Regions from separate parts of the Callithrix jacchus genome. Here region 2 is linked to region 1. A link is a contact called in public Hi-C data. All regions are on one chromosome and are shown on one strand. The core of a region is the stretch at or near the end of the contact, and the rest is flanking DNA. Distances in the headings are between cores, read along the strand shown. Region 1 overlaps LOC118153846 (a long non-coding RNA gene). Region 2 holds the start of SCRN2 (secernin 2).

What was found. Hi-C and Micro-C count contacts between places; a contact is called where the count stands out from the background.
Region 2: a contact with region 1 is called in a Hi-C map of skeletal muscle, with 6 times the contacts expected there. The contact joins the promoter of SCRN2 here to the enhancer-like site in region 1. A contact is called at or near these places in 3 of 3 Hi-C or Micro-C datasets (induced pluripotent stem cells and skeletal muscle).

What each region holds. Positions count from the first base shown.
Region 1 is chr5:118,275,033-118,281,774 of calJac240_pri, reverse strand. It overlaps LOC118153846 (a long non-coding RNA gene), which reads left to right. Exons shown (of 2, transcript XR_004743482.3): 2 at 2,850-3,259. Among named protein-coding and RNA genes, the nearest start is that of COPZ2, 26 kb to the right of the region's middle. Within about 2 kb of position 2,969, at least 3 of the 16 cell types and tissues checked have an H3K27ac peak or open chromatin away from gene starts, as enhancers often do.
Region 2 is chr5:118,455,148-118,461,889 of calJac240_pri, reverse strand. SCRN2 (secernin 2) reads right to left here and starts at 3,029. Exons shown (of 8, transcript XM_078374264.1): 1 at 3,000-3,029; 2 at 2,412-2,585; 3 at 1,928-2,109; 4 at 1,181-1,380; 5 at 523-738; 6 at 264-429; 7 at 1-181. The coding sequence starts at 2,585. SP6 (Sp6 transcription factor) reads right to left here. Exons shown (of 2, transcript XM_008997454.5): 2 at 6,595-6,742.

The sequences.
Region 1 (6,742 bases), core at 1,720-4,219:
AGACATGGTTTTGCCATGTTGGCAAGGTTGGTCTTGAACTCCTGACCTCAGGTGATCCACCTGCCTCAGCCTTCCAAAGTGCTGGGATTACAGGCCACCTCAGATGAGCCACCACGCCCGGCCCTGTCTTCAGGATACTTATCAAGTTTATACTTTATTTATACTTATATTTATTTATTTATTTATTTTTGAGACAGGATCTCACTCTGTCTCTCAGGCTGGAGTGCAGTGGCACTGTCCCAGCTCACCGCAGCCTTGGCTGCCTCTGAGCTCAAGCCATCTTCTCACCTCAGCCTCCCAAGTAGCTGGGACCACAGGCAGCCATGACTGTGCCTGGCCAATTTTTTATTAATACAGACAATTCTCACTATGTTGCCCAGGCTGATACACTTTATTTGTATTTGTATTTTTTTTTTTTTTAAGAGATAAGGTCTTGCTGTGTTGCCCGGGTTGGTCACATACTCCTGGACTCAAGTGATCCTCATGCTTCAGCCTCCAGAGTAGCTGTAATTACAGGCACAAGCCACCCACCCAGCTCCAAGTTTCCTCTTTAAATCCAGCCAAATTCATTCATTCAAAAGCAAGCCATCCTCGTAGTCTTTGCTCATGCCATTCCCTTTTTCACTTCACTTCATTCCATCCCTCACTTCCTTAAAGACCCAGGCTCAGTGGCCTCTTTTGTGGGGGGCCCCTAGCTCCAAGTCCTGCAATCCCTCCCTTGGAGCTGAGTGTTGAAAGCATCTGCATTTGTACTTTCATTTGGCACTTGGCATACGATTATTTGGTGATTTGTAATTTTTAATGCATCTACTGTTTCTCAACAGAAAGACCAAACCCTTTGACAGCAGAAGGCATGTTTATATCTCTTGCTACCTTATATTTAATGTAATGCCACATACATAGTTGGAGTGCAATGCATATTCAGTGCTGGTGATCCTGAGCTGTGTTTGAAAAGGATCTAGAACCAAGGATCTATGCCAATGTGTATTGAGCATATAATAATCCTCAGACACAATGCTATATACTTTATATGGATTATGTCATTTGTCCTTTCTACAACCCAGTAATCTATGGACAACTACAATCCCCATTTTGCTGATGAGGAAACTGAGGCTTAGAGAGAGCTAAGTAATTTTCCCATGGTCATCCAGTGCATGAGTGGAGAAACCAGAATTCAGCCAAGATGGTTTGATTCCAAAGCCACAGCTCTCACTGTGCTGACATTTGAAGAGAATAATTCCTCCATCCTAACACTGTAAATAATAAATATAATAATTGTGATTCTGATGATAATAAATAAAAATCTTCCATGGAAAGTGGGGTTCTGATATGCTCAAGCAGGTTTTGTTTTATTTTGTTTTGTTTTTGAGATGGGGTCTCACTCTGTCACCCAGGCTGGAGTGCAGTGGTACTATCTCTGCTCACTGCAACCTCTGCCTCCCAGGTTCCACTGATTCTCCGGCCTCAGCCTCCTGGGTAACTGGGATTACAGGTGCATGCCACCACACCCAGCTAATTTTTTGTATTTTTAGTAAAGACATGGTTTTACCATATTGGCCAGGCTGGTCTTGAACTCCTGACCTCAAGTGATCCACTTGCCTTGGCTTCCCAAAGTGCTGGGATTATAGGTATGAGCCACAGTCCCCAGCCCATCAAGTAGGTTTTTTTTTTTTTTTTGTATCCAATAACTTCCCTCTTGCAAAGGTCTTCAGATGTATAAATGCAATTCTTTCCTGTACAGGAAGGTAAAATGAGCTGCAAAGTCATGTTAGAATTTGGTAAAGAGGTATTTCTTTCCTTTCCTTTCTTTCCTTTTTTTTTTTTTTTTTAAGGCCTAGTAAAGAGGAGGCATCTAACCTCAAAGCAGCCTAAGTTTACAGACCAAGGCCTGGCCAGAAATCTGTAATTTTCAGTTTCCACTCCACATTTCTTTTTCTCTTTTTTTTTTGAGACGGAGTTTTGCTCTTGTTGCCAGGCTGGAGTGCAACAGCATGATCTCGGCTCACTGCAACCTCTGCCTCCCAGGTTCAAGTGATTATCCTGCTTCAGCCTCCCAAGTAGCTGGGATTATAGGCATGTGCCACCACGCCCAACGAATTTTGTAATGGGGTTTCTCCATGTGGGTCAGGCTGGTCTGGAACTCCCAACCTCAGGTGATGCCCCCCACCTCAGCCTCCCAAAGTGCTGGGATTACAGGGGTGAGCCACCGCACCTGGCCTCCACTCCACATTCCTAGTGTGCTGGAGCTGAGAAGGATTTGGTGGGGAGGGTAGAAAAGGGGTGGTGGTGTGTTTTGTGTGTGTGTGTGTGTGTGTGTTGTGTGTGGTTTTTGTGTGTGTGTTTTTCACAAACTGGGTTAAGTTTGAGGTTCCAAGGGGGCTCTCAGTTCCCCCATGTCTCTAGGGAAGGAAAAATAGAAAGCAGTATAGGTGTTCAAACTGGTCAGGGAAGGCAGTTCCCCAAGGCAGTTCCTATCACAGCCAGCTGATGTCACCAACGGGGGAGGGGGAAGAGATGGAGGAAAGAAACAATGGAAGAGACAAAGAGGAAGGAAGGAGGGACGACAGAGTAAAAGTGAAGATAAGATAAAAGGCCAAGGACACAGGGTGAGAGGAAAGAAAAGGGTGGAGGAAAGAGAGAGGAAGGAGAATTCGAAGCCATAGGCTTTTGCCCACCTCCTTCTCCCATCCCTAACCACGGAAGAGAGCTTCTCGTCCCTTTCTGTATCCAGAGGGTATGAAGACCCTCACTCTCCGACCTCGGTGCTGTCTCCAGGGCCCAGAGGGGCAAACTGGGGAGAGGAGGGAAGACTTGTAAACATGAGTGTAATTTTCCTTTGGTTTCCCCAGGAGTTGCCCGTTCCGTTTCCTGAGGCCATTCCTCTCCAGGCAGCCCTTGGGAGTTCCCGCCCACCGACCCCAACCAGGCTTCAGCCGGCCCCTCTCCTCCATCTCGCCATCTCTCCATCTCTCCGAGGGGCTCGCGTCTCCCTGATGCGTTCTGGTGTCTGTCTGAGCCATCCATCAAGGGTGGCAGGCTGGGGGAAACATGAAAAAGAGCCTATTTGGCTATTAACGTCCCCTCCCGCTTTGTTGTCTCTCTCCTCCCCACTCCCCTACCAGCCCCTCACTCAACCCCTCCCTTTTCCCCTTTTGCAAGAGACAAAACCAGACTGACAAGCTGAAGACTCAAACATTAATCAAACTGCGCTCCGGAACAACCTTTCCCTCGCATTAATAAATACATTTGCGGCCCCTCATTGGACAGTTGGCCTAATTTGTTTCTTTTTCGCGGGGTGGGGGGAGCAGCCGCGCCCGCGCCCCCCGTCTCCCAGCAGCCCGGTGCAAAGCAGATGTTCCGCTGCTGACGCCGAGCAGCGCGGAGCCGCGCGCCCAGGAGGCCGCGGTTGTCATGGCAACGGCGGGGCCGCCTGCTGTCGCGGAGCACGCTGTCTCGCCCGCTCAGTGATTACCTCCATCTCCGCAGTGTTCGCCATACGGTCCGGATTCTAATCAGATCTCCTCCCCGCTCCCTCCTCCGTCCGGCCCACTACCCCTTCAGCTCCCACAGCCTTGGGACTCATTAAGAACTGCCCGTGCATCCCTGACGGTGCCCAGGAAGGCAGAATTGTGGAGAGATGCCCTGCACTTAGCCTGTGTTAGGAAGGCCCCAGTGCGACTCTCAAGAGGTTCTGTTTCCCCAGGCCATCATTGGTGACACTGGACCTGGGGAATCCAGCTCCCAGCACTGTCCCCTGAAGATTCCTCCTCCTCCCCTTTGGTAGGTTGAGGCAGGTCACCTGAGGTCCCCAAGAGAGGTAAGGCAGGCAACTATAGTTCCCCTTCCATCTGGACAAGACTCTTCCATTCCCGTTCTGTAAGTGCTGGGAATGATTTCATCGGCACAGACTGGAGATGGGCAGTCCACTGGCCGGAGTTAGGCCCATGGTTATTTGACCCTCTCTGCACCACCACACACTATGCTTTCCATGCTTCCAGGCTGAGGGTGGCTTTGTATAGGTGGTCTCAGATATACTCCCGGCTGGCAGCCTTGCAAGGGAGGCACTGCGAACCCTCTCCAGGCTTAGGAATGAACAAGGGGCAGTGTGATGCCTCAGGGCCTTGGGGTACCTGGCTGTCTTTCTGTTAGGGGAGGAGAGTCCTTTCCCTGAGTCTCTGAGGCTTCATTATAAGATCCCAAGCATAAATCCCCTTTCCAAACATCCTTGACTTTAAGAGAAACCGGGTAATAAGAGAAGCCACAGGCAAGAAAGCACAGAGGGGTTGGGAGTGAGTCCTACAGAGAAAAAGGGCAGATTTGGGACAGGTAGATGAGATTCTGGGTTCAGATTCCACCTTGCAGCCTATATCACAAGACGGGAAACCCGAGGTGGTTGGAGCAAAAAATAATTTTGCTCAAGGGGAGGAACCCTTTAGAGTGATGAAAAGTAGAAACACACACGTTCCAGAAGTGTTATCAATGCCAGAGAAAGCTTGCCTAAACACTCCCACAACATCCCAAATGCCTGCCTCCCCACAATGGTCGCTGGAAAGTTCTGAGCCGTATTATAGAATGAGAAGAAATGCCAGGCTGAGCTCTCTCTCCGAGGCTACTAAGAATCGTCACGAGGATTAGAGCTGCAAGGGCCTTTAGAGATCTAGACCAATCCTTCATTTTACGGATGAGAAAACTGAAACCCAGAGAGGAATGACCACTGGCCAAGATCCCACAGCTAGAAATAGTGGAACCAGGTTTCTCTTTCTGCAATAGTGGCCACTGTTCTGCCCCCATTCCTCTCTCAGAGACAACCAGCTCGGAAAGTCTGGTTTCCAAGAGGCACAGACAGAAACCCAAAATCTCAGGCCTCTCCCAGTCTCTAGTCACCCTGTCACCTGAAGGCAGCTCCACTAGAGTGACAGGCCCAGGGCGTCAGTGTGGGTGGGGGGATGGGGGATGGTGGGTTGGGAGGGAACTTTTGTGGGGCCTCCTTCAATTGATTGTCTGCAGCTCTGTCTTTGTCTGTCACTCAGAAGGGAACTGCTGAGGGGAGAGGTCAGGCTGGTCGGTAGGAAGGGAGAAAAAGGCCTGTCCCTGTCAGAGAGGGATTGGGAAGAAGGCAGGCAAGGGGACCGAAGCTCCTTCAACCTCCTCATCCTCCCCCACCCCAACTCCTGGGCTGTCTCCCCTAGGGTATTCCAGGCTTTGCTCATTTTAGGACCAGGGCAGCAACTGCGCACAAAGGCCCTTCTCTTCTGTGTGAAATCCTGGCTTCCCATTGGAGAGCTACTACATTATGCCCTTTCTGCAAGAAGAGGCTGCCAAGGGGTCTAACTCAAACCTACAAAGCAGGGGGTACCAATCCGTTCCCCTTCCACACAACCACCACCCTGACTCCACCCCTGTGCTTGCCCTTGTCCCTGCTCCTGCCTGCTACATCAGATTCCCCAGGCTCCTGACCCTCCATGTAGTTTCCATCAGATCCATCCCTTGAGAGCCCTGGTTTCCAGGCCGCCCCAGCTTCCACTGTACACTATCCCATCTCCCCAGATTGTGCTGTTTCTAGTCCCCCCTTGTTCTCCCTGCACACGAATCTACCTCCCCAGATTCAACTGTTTTCAGGCTACTCCCTCCGTCTGCCCCCCTGTACACGACTATCTCCCCAGATCCTGCTGTTTCCAGGTTCCCCCATATTTCCTCAGTACACAAATTGGCCTCTCTGGGTTTGGCAGTTTCCAGTACCCCCCTTCTCTCTCACTAGGCAGTTCCATCTCCCCAGATTCAGCTGTTTTCAGGCTCCCCTCATTTGCCCTGTACACAGATACCTCTCCCAGGTTCTGCTGTTTCTAGGCTTCCCCATTTCCCTTGTATACGCATCAGTTTCTAGCTTATGTTGATCCCAGCTGCCTAAGGGATTCAGCAGGTTTAGGGAAAGTGGAAGGAAGAAGAGAATCAGAAAGAGGAGAAAAAAGATTTTCATCGGGGAAGCTCTGGATTTCTTGTGACCCAAAGCCCTAAGCAGCTTGCCTAAGGCAGCCTCTGGGCCTCTGCATCTACAAATAGGTCCCTTAAGGCGATCTGCCCTGGGACATCCCAATCCCCAATCCCCTCCTGCTGCTGCCCAGGATCCAAGCTTTAAGTTGGACATCCTCTGGAGGGCCCGGTCTTGGCGGAAGTGCTTATGCTTGCATGAAGTGGGACAGACAACAGTCTTACCAAGCAGGAGTTTCCCTTGTCTCTTCTCTGCTATCTACTTCTTGCCTTCCCAGCCCCAACCCTACTTTTTTCTTTTCTTTTCTTTTTTTTTTTTTGACATGGAGTTTCGCCCTGTTGCTCAGGCTGGAGTGCAGTGGCACAATCTCCACTCACTGCAACCTCTGCCTCCTGGGTTCAACTGATTCTCCTGCCTCAGCCTCCTGAATAGCTGGGACTACAGGCATGTGCCACCACACCCGTCTAATTCTGTATTTTTAGTAGAGATAAGATTTCACTATGTTGGGCAGGCTGGTCTTGAACATCTGACCTCAGGTGATCGCTCACCGTGGCCTCCCAAAGTGCTGGGATTACAGACGTGAACCACTGTGCCCAGCCCCGCTCTGTCTCTTTCTCATCTGTTACACCTTAGCTTTCCTCAATTTATTCACATGGAATTTATTTTTTATTTTACTTTATATTAAAAAAAGTTTTTTTTGAGACAGAGTCACAGTCTGTCACCCAGTCTGAAGTGCAAATGGTGCAATCTCAG
Region 2 (6,742 bases), core at 1,780-4,279, 180 kb before region 1:
CTGATCACTCTCCATCAGCCCCAGGGCTGCCTGGTGTCCACGGTAGAGGATGTGCCGGCGATCTACCTGAGTCTGGAATCGGGGCAGGGTCCGAACAGGGTCCTGTGCTCCAAAAGTGGGGGACAGCACCTGGGGGGCCTGGGCCACCCCCACCCCGAAGATAAAAGGTTTGAACACAGACCTAGAGGGGCACAGAGGTGACAGGATGGAGATATATCAGATCCTCTCTTCTTATTGACCTTCCCCACTCTCATTCTTCCCACCTGGATGGGTCTGGCGTGGCAGTGAGAAAGTGCACGCAGGGCTGCGTGGGATCCTGGGGCAGGACGGACACCATGCTGGCGGTGGTGCGAAAGCCACCCGAGTCCATACAGATGCCACTCTCCTTGTCCCTGAGGATGCCCATCATCACCTCTGCTGTGATGCCCCCTGCCAAGGAGTAGAGGGGGAAGCTATGGGAGGCGAGAGTGGCTGGCACTGCTGTGGCCCTCCTAGCCCTCAGCCCCTCTACCACTCACTGACCTTGCTGTTGCCGCAGCAGCTCCCGTCCTGCCAAGAAGCGGGCCTTGGCAGCCTCCATGCGCACAGGCTGCTGGGTCAGGGAGAAGACCTGAGCAAAGTCAAAGGTGCCCTGCCCATCCCACCAGCCCTGGGCCTGGGCATGGGTCTGAAGCTCCGGGTGTTGGGCCGAGATATCTGTGCCAATGCTCAGCTGGTTGGAGATGTTTCGGGCCCCCTCTGTGGAGGAGATAGGGGAGCCTATAAGGCGGCTCATTTACCACTATTACATACCTGGCATCTATTCTAAGCCAGGCACTGGGTGAGGTGCTGAGAGCATGGTGAAGAGAACGACCTACTCTCGTGGAGCCTACAGTGTAGTGGGGGAGGCAAAACAATCAGAGAGAAATGTAAGCTGGCAACTATGTTGAATGCGAGGCAGAAGTACCTGCTTGCATATAAACAGGAAACCTGACCACCCAGGGAAGTGCAGGAAGGCTTCCCAGAGGAAGCAGCAGGCTACAGCACAAGGAAGACTTTCAACTGAAGGGGAGCAGCGTTCCCAGGTGGACTCATCTCCCATCTCCCTGAATGTCCCGACAGGCTTGTAACTGGATCAAGCACCTCCCTACTGCTACCATCTCTCCCATTTCCCAAGGCTGGCAGAAAGGGAACGCCTCACCCTGGATCCTCTGTGCAGCCCAGAGCCTCCCAGCTGTCTCCAGCACCCACGCCTCAGTGCGGTCAGCCAGCAGGAAGGTGTTATGGTAGCAGAAAGGTGCAGGGTCCTCCAGGCAGCTGCCCCCCTGCCCATAGCGCTCCAGTAAGCCTGTGATCACATGCAAGGCCTCCTGGGCAGAGGTGCTCCGTTCCAAAGCCAGCCTGGCAAGAGAGAGAGCCAAGGGACAGAAGGGTGCCAGAGGGATCAATGGCTGGTGGCAGAAGCTCCAGGAAACAGAAGAGACACAGAGAGGTTTGGTAATAGGGTCAAGTCACACAGCAAATCTGCTGGCACTGATCGTATCAAACACAATTATGCCAGTGGCTTTCAATACTCTGTGGTTCCTTGTGCTATGCTCTCAGGGTTCCATGAAAAGGCTTAAAACACAGTTTCAGAGAGAGAACTGTGCTGAACTCCCGACCTCTCTCCGCCCAGAGCTGCTCCACTATTACTGGTTTTATAAATTGGGACTGTACATGAGATTTCAACTGAAAACAAATAAATAAACCACTGCTCTTTTTCTGGGCCAGGAGACATCCAAAGGTGACTGCTGCTGCAGCTTCCCTCACGAGGGCATGAGGGCAAAGTCTGCAGAGAGGAGAAGGCCCCTGTGAACCAGGCTGGGGGGAGGGGAGGATGGGCCCAGATCAAAACTCGGCCCCCAGATTTCTGGTGTGTCAGGGAGATGAGGAAGGGCAGGGTCTGCACCTGAGGAGGTCCATGCCCAGCAGGGCTTCCCCCTCCCTAAGTGGCTCCTTCGTCCACACAGCCTCGTTGCCAATGCAGACACCATGCTCGTTGGCGCCCATCTCAGCCCCCCACAGCCAAGAAGGGCGGCTCAGAATCACAGCGTGCGTCTTCGACACCTGTTCCACCTCAATGTAGGTGCACTGGAGGTGAGGGAGGAAAAAGGAAGCATCCATTCAGAAAGGGGCGGCACCTGACGCGTGCTGGCACTCTGCCAATACACCTTATATATCCCTTTGAGGAAGGTCTCATTCCCATTTTATAGAAGAGGAAACTGAGGTAGACTGAGGCTACATAATGGGCTCAGGTCCAGGTTAGTATACCTGAAGCTCATGCTCTTCCCACTACTTCTGGCAGCCTCCCAGGTGTGGCGATCAGGGAAGAAAGTCTTAGAAGAATGCCGAGATCTGCCACACCTTCCAGCACCCCATAAGGCCTAACCCACCTGGAGCCGGCTCCCAGGAGTGTGAGTGCCTGCGGGGACAAACACCACCTCCTGCACCTCGTCCCTGGGTCGGTCTGAATTCTTGGCAAAGATTACAGCCGGGATGGCTGAGGCCGGGGGCACCGAGACAAAGCAGTCGCAGGAACATGGGGCGTCAGGGCTCGACGATGCCATCTGGGGAGAGGTGGGGTTGAGTGCGGGCCTCTTCATAACCCTGGCCACGACTCCGCCCGGGGGAGCCTCCTCCCCCTGCACGTGCAAACGACGCGCAGGGAAGACACCGCCGTGGCTCCCGGACGCTCGGCGCACACACCATGCACGGGTGTGCAGGAACGGAGGTGACCACTCTCCCCAGGCTCCAGGCTTGGGAGTCAGCAGGCGGGCGCTCCGAGGGGCCCGCCCCCACTGGGAGTCCCAGCCCTTCGGAGCAGTGGTGGGACAGTCTCCCTCGCTACCCCACCGAGAGTCCCGCGGCCCTGCGCATGTCCAGACACCCGACCCTCTTCCGTCCAACCCTTCTCTCACCCCCAATACTGTATTGCCCTTACCCTCTCTCCCTCCAAGAACCCAGCTCGGTCCCGAGCTCACCTCCTCCGCTTCTGCCGGGGCCGTCCCATTGGGCGGAGTCTCTCACGTGACCTGGAAGGCCTTAGGCCTCGGGGTCGGAGCCGGAACGAAGCCTGCAGCTCCGCCGTTTTCCACCAGGGCGCGCGCCTGCACCACTTCCCGCTCCCTGCCATACCCGGGCGCCCATTTCAGGCCTGATAAAGGCTGCTCACCCCATGAAGCGGGGGGGGGGGGGAGCCCGCGTGAAAAGGGAGACTTTGTTAGAGAGAGGGGACTTTTGGGGAATCTGGAGATTAAGGAAGAACCTCAGATACTTGAGTACTGGTTTGAATCTCAGAGGCGCAATCCCAGGCCTTACTCACTTATTAACACAAGGGAGTAAGATAGAGAATTAGAGAGTGGTGGAGGCTGGGTGCGGTGGCTCGCCCCTGTAACCCCAGCACTCTGGGAAGCCGTGGTGGGTGGATCGCTGGTACCCAGGTGTTCAAGACCAGCCTGGGTAACATACCAAGACCTCGCTTCTAGAGAAAATATTTTAAAATTAGCCGGGCGTAGGCTGGGTGCGATGGTTCGCACCTGCAATCTCAATACTTTGGGAGGCCGAGGCGGGCGGATCACGAGGTCAGGAGTTCGAGACTAGCCTGGCCAACATGGTGAAACCCCGTCTCTACTAAAAATACAAAAATTAGCCGGGTGTGGTGACAGGCACCTGTAATCCCAGCTACTCAGGAGGCTGAGGCAGGAGAATCACTTGAAACCAGAAGGCGGAGGTTGTAGTAAGCCGAGTTAGTGCCACTGCATTCCACCCTGGGCGAAAAAGCGAGACTCCCTCTCAAAATAAATAAATAAATAAGCTGCGCATGATAATGGGTTCCTGAAATCCCAGCTATTCAGGAGGCTGAGTTGGAGGATCGCTTGAGCCAGAAAGGTGACCTGAGATCATGCCACTGCCCTCCAGCCTCGGTGACAGAGCAAGACCCTGTCTCTTAAAATAAATAAATAAGGAAATATGTGCACAAAACCCATCTATCTGTCCAATGGTGCTCAAATCCATGGAAAAATAGCTTTGAAAGGAAATTTAAAACTTTCTAGTTCAAAGCTTTGGTGCCTTTACCTGTGGTGAAACTGAAACCGCAAAGAAGCCTTGGCCAAAGCTGACACACGGTCCTGTGGAGTTATATTCTCTTCCCAAACGTTTTGATTTTCAGTTCATTTTCCTCTGCAAACCATCTCTCCATAACTATCATTAAGGCAAATGCATCTTACACCCTTTTGTTCTGTGGAGCCCTCCAGGAATGGAGGGAGGGGAGATGCTGCAAGGTTATCTACTTCCATGAGTTGCACTGAATCCATAGATGGCTTTGAGTAGTATGCACATTTTAGCAATATTAATTCTTCCCCGTCAGCACGAAATAGCTTTCCATGTCTTTGTGTCTTCTTCAGTTTCCTTCATCAATGTCTTATCATTCAGAGTACGGATCTTTCACTTCCTTGGTTAAATTTATTCCTGAATATTTTATTATTTTGGTAGCTATTGTAAATGGGACTGTTGATTTCTTTTTGTACAGCTCACTGTTAGTGTATAGAAACACTACTGACTTTTGTACATTGACCTTGTATCCCGTGACTTTACTGTATTTGCTTACCAATTCTAACACGGTTTTAGTGGAGTTTGGTTTTCTTTCAAGCCTGCTCTGCTAGGGTGCTGGCAGTCAGACACACTAGGATTAGTGAGAAGGTGGAGGCTGTCTGATACAATATCCCGGAGGGATTGTGAGGGTGCCATTTAATGTCATTCCAGAAGCAAACATCAAGGCTCTGTGCTGACAAACCTGGGCACCCGAGGCAGCTTGGAGGAAAGCAGGTTCACCTCCTGCAGTTCCGGGGTTGCTCACTGTGGGGCGGAAAGAAGCAGGAGGAGAGGCAGGGAGAGGCCACAGCGCACACCCAGGTGGCAGTTCCCAGGCTGTCTTCTCTGTCACTTTCTCATTTCTTATTTAATTCACCCATCCTAGAGGATGGGAGTAGATTCTACTTCCACTTCCCAGGAGAGTAACCGAGAGAGCCAGCCCAGATGTTCTGATTTCCCTAACTTCTTCCTGGGCCCTCCTCAATCCTTCTGCAGGCACCCTAACTGAGGAGGGGTCAGAGGTGGCCTTGGGCTCTGTGGGGAGGGGGAGGGCAGGCCAGCCAGACAGCATTTCCAGCAAGCAAGCAAGCGTCAGAGCCCCACCAAAGGCCCCTGCTAAGAATGCAGGTCAGCAGGAGGAGCTGCATGGGGAGGAGGGGCAGCCCCAGCCCTGCCCAGACAAGCCCAGCCGGCCCCACAGCTGCCCTCCTGTCCCTGGGGGCAGCGAAGGGGGTAAAGGAGGGTGGGACTCACCAAGTTCCTGGGGTCTAACTCCCCTGGAACCAGACAAAAGAGGCACCCGGAGGAGTGGGGCTGGCATGAGGTCTCAGGAAAACATACTCGTCCCTTCTTCTCCCAGGCTTCTAAATCCAGCAGCAGATGGAAACAAACTGGCCCCAAAGCAGTCTGACTTCCTCTATGACCCCTAAATCATTCATTCTGATGCTCCCATCCAAACCAGTCTGATTTCCTCTACGACCCTAAATCATTCATTCTGATGCTCCCATCCTAAGATGGCCATAAACACGTGATCCCAGAATCTCCCAAATTAAGTTATGGGATGGGCCAGCCTGAGTACCAGATTTGGGTTCGAAAAATTGGGTTAGGGTTAGAGTGGTGGATCTAGAAATCCCACTGGTGAAAATAATAATTTTGGCAAAAAGTAGAATGAGATGGTGAAAGAACAGTAACCCACCCTACCCCCCTGGAGCCTAAAACCTATCTTCTGTCAACCTTCTTAGCCTTGGGGCTCTCGAATCATGAGGGTTTTTTTTTTACCCATTTGATGTGAATTAGGCACCAACTTTTTATCAAGCACTGGGACTCCTGGGAAGATGTGTACAGGGGATATTTCTGCATATCTCCGGGGGCAGCCGCACGCAGGTCTGGCGTGGGTATGTTTGTGTGCCCTGTGGTTGTGTAACCATGGCGGGTCTCTAGCTGTGAGTTGCAGTAGGAGCCTTTCCCTCATACTTTCCAGCTGGGCGGGAGCCCATCAGATAGCTCGGCTGCCTTTCATCGCCTTGTCCCTGATAAGGATCATCCTGGGTGAAGAAATCACTGCCAGTCACCCCCAGCTCAGTCACAGCCAAGGGATGGACTGACGTGCACCCTCCATGGGGATGCAGTGAGGGAGCCAGTGTCTGGGAAAGGCGGGAACCAGTGTTCTGAGCAGGGGAAGGGAAAGAAGGGGCTTGTATGTGGAGGAGGAAAGTGATATCTAGAAACTTCAAACAACCACAGGTATGAGACCAGGGAGAGACAGCCCAGGGATCAATCCAGAGGGAGCACCTCCCTCCTTCTGTACCAGCCACCTCTGGGGCAGGATCAGACACCAGCTCCAACCCAACTCAATAGACGTGAGGCTTCCCAAGGGGCTGCAGGATCACTGGGAAGCATCCACGCCACTCTGTGGCCCAGACCTGGTTCTCACTGCTGAGGGACGCTGAGTCAAAAAGGAAACACAGCTGGAACACAAAGGAAGCGTGATGTAGTTGATGACTTTATTGCATAAAAAACACAGGCTGTTTTTCCCTCCTCCTACCCCCTCAAAGTGAGTTCACAGCAGTTAAAGAAAAAATAAATTCCTACATTTTTCCTCTAGGGGGGCTGCCTAGAAAGACAGGCAGCCAAG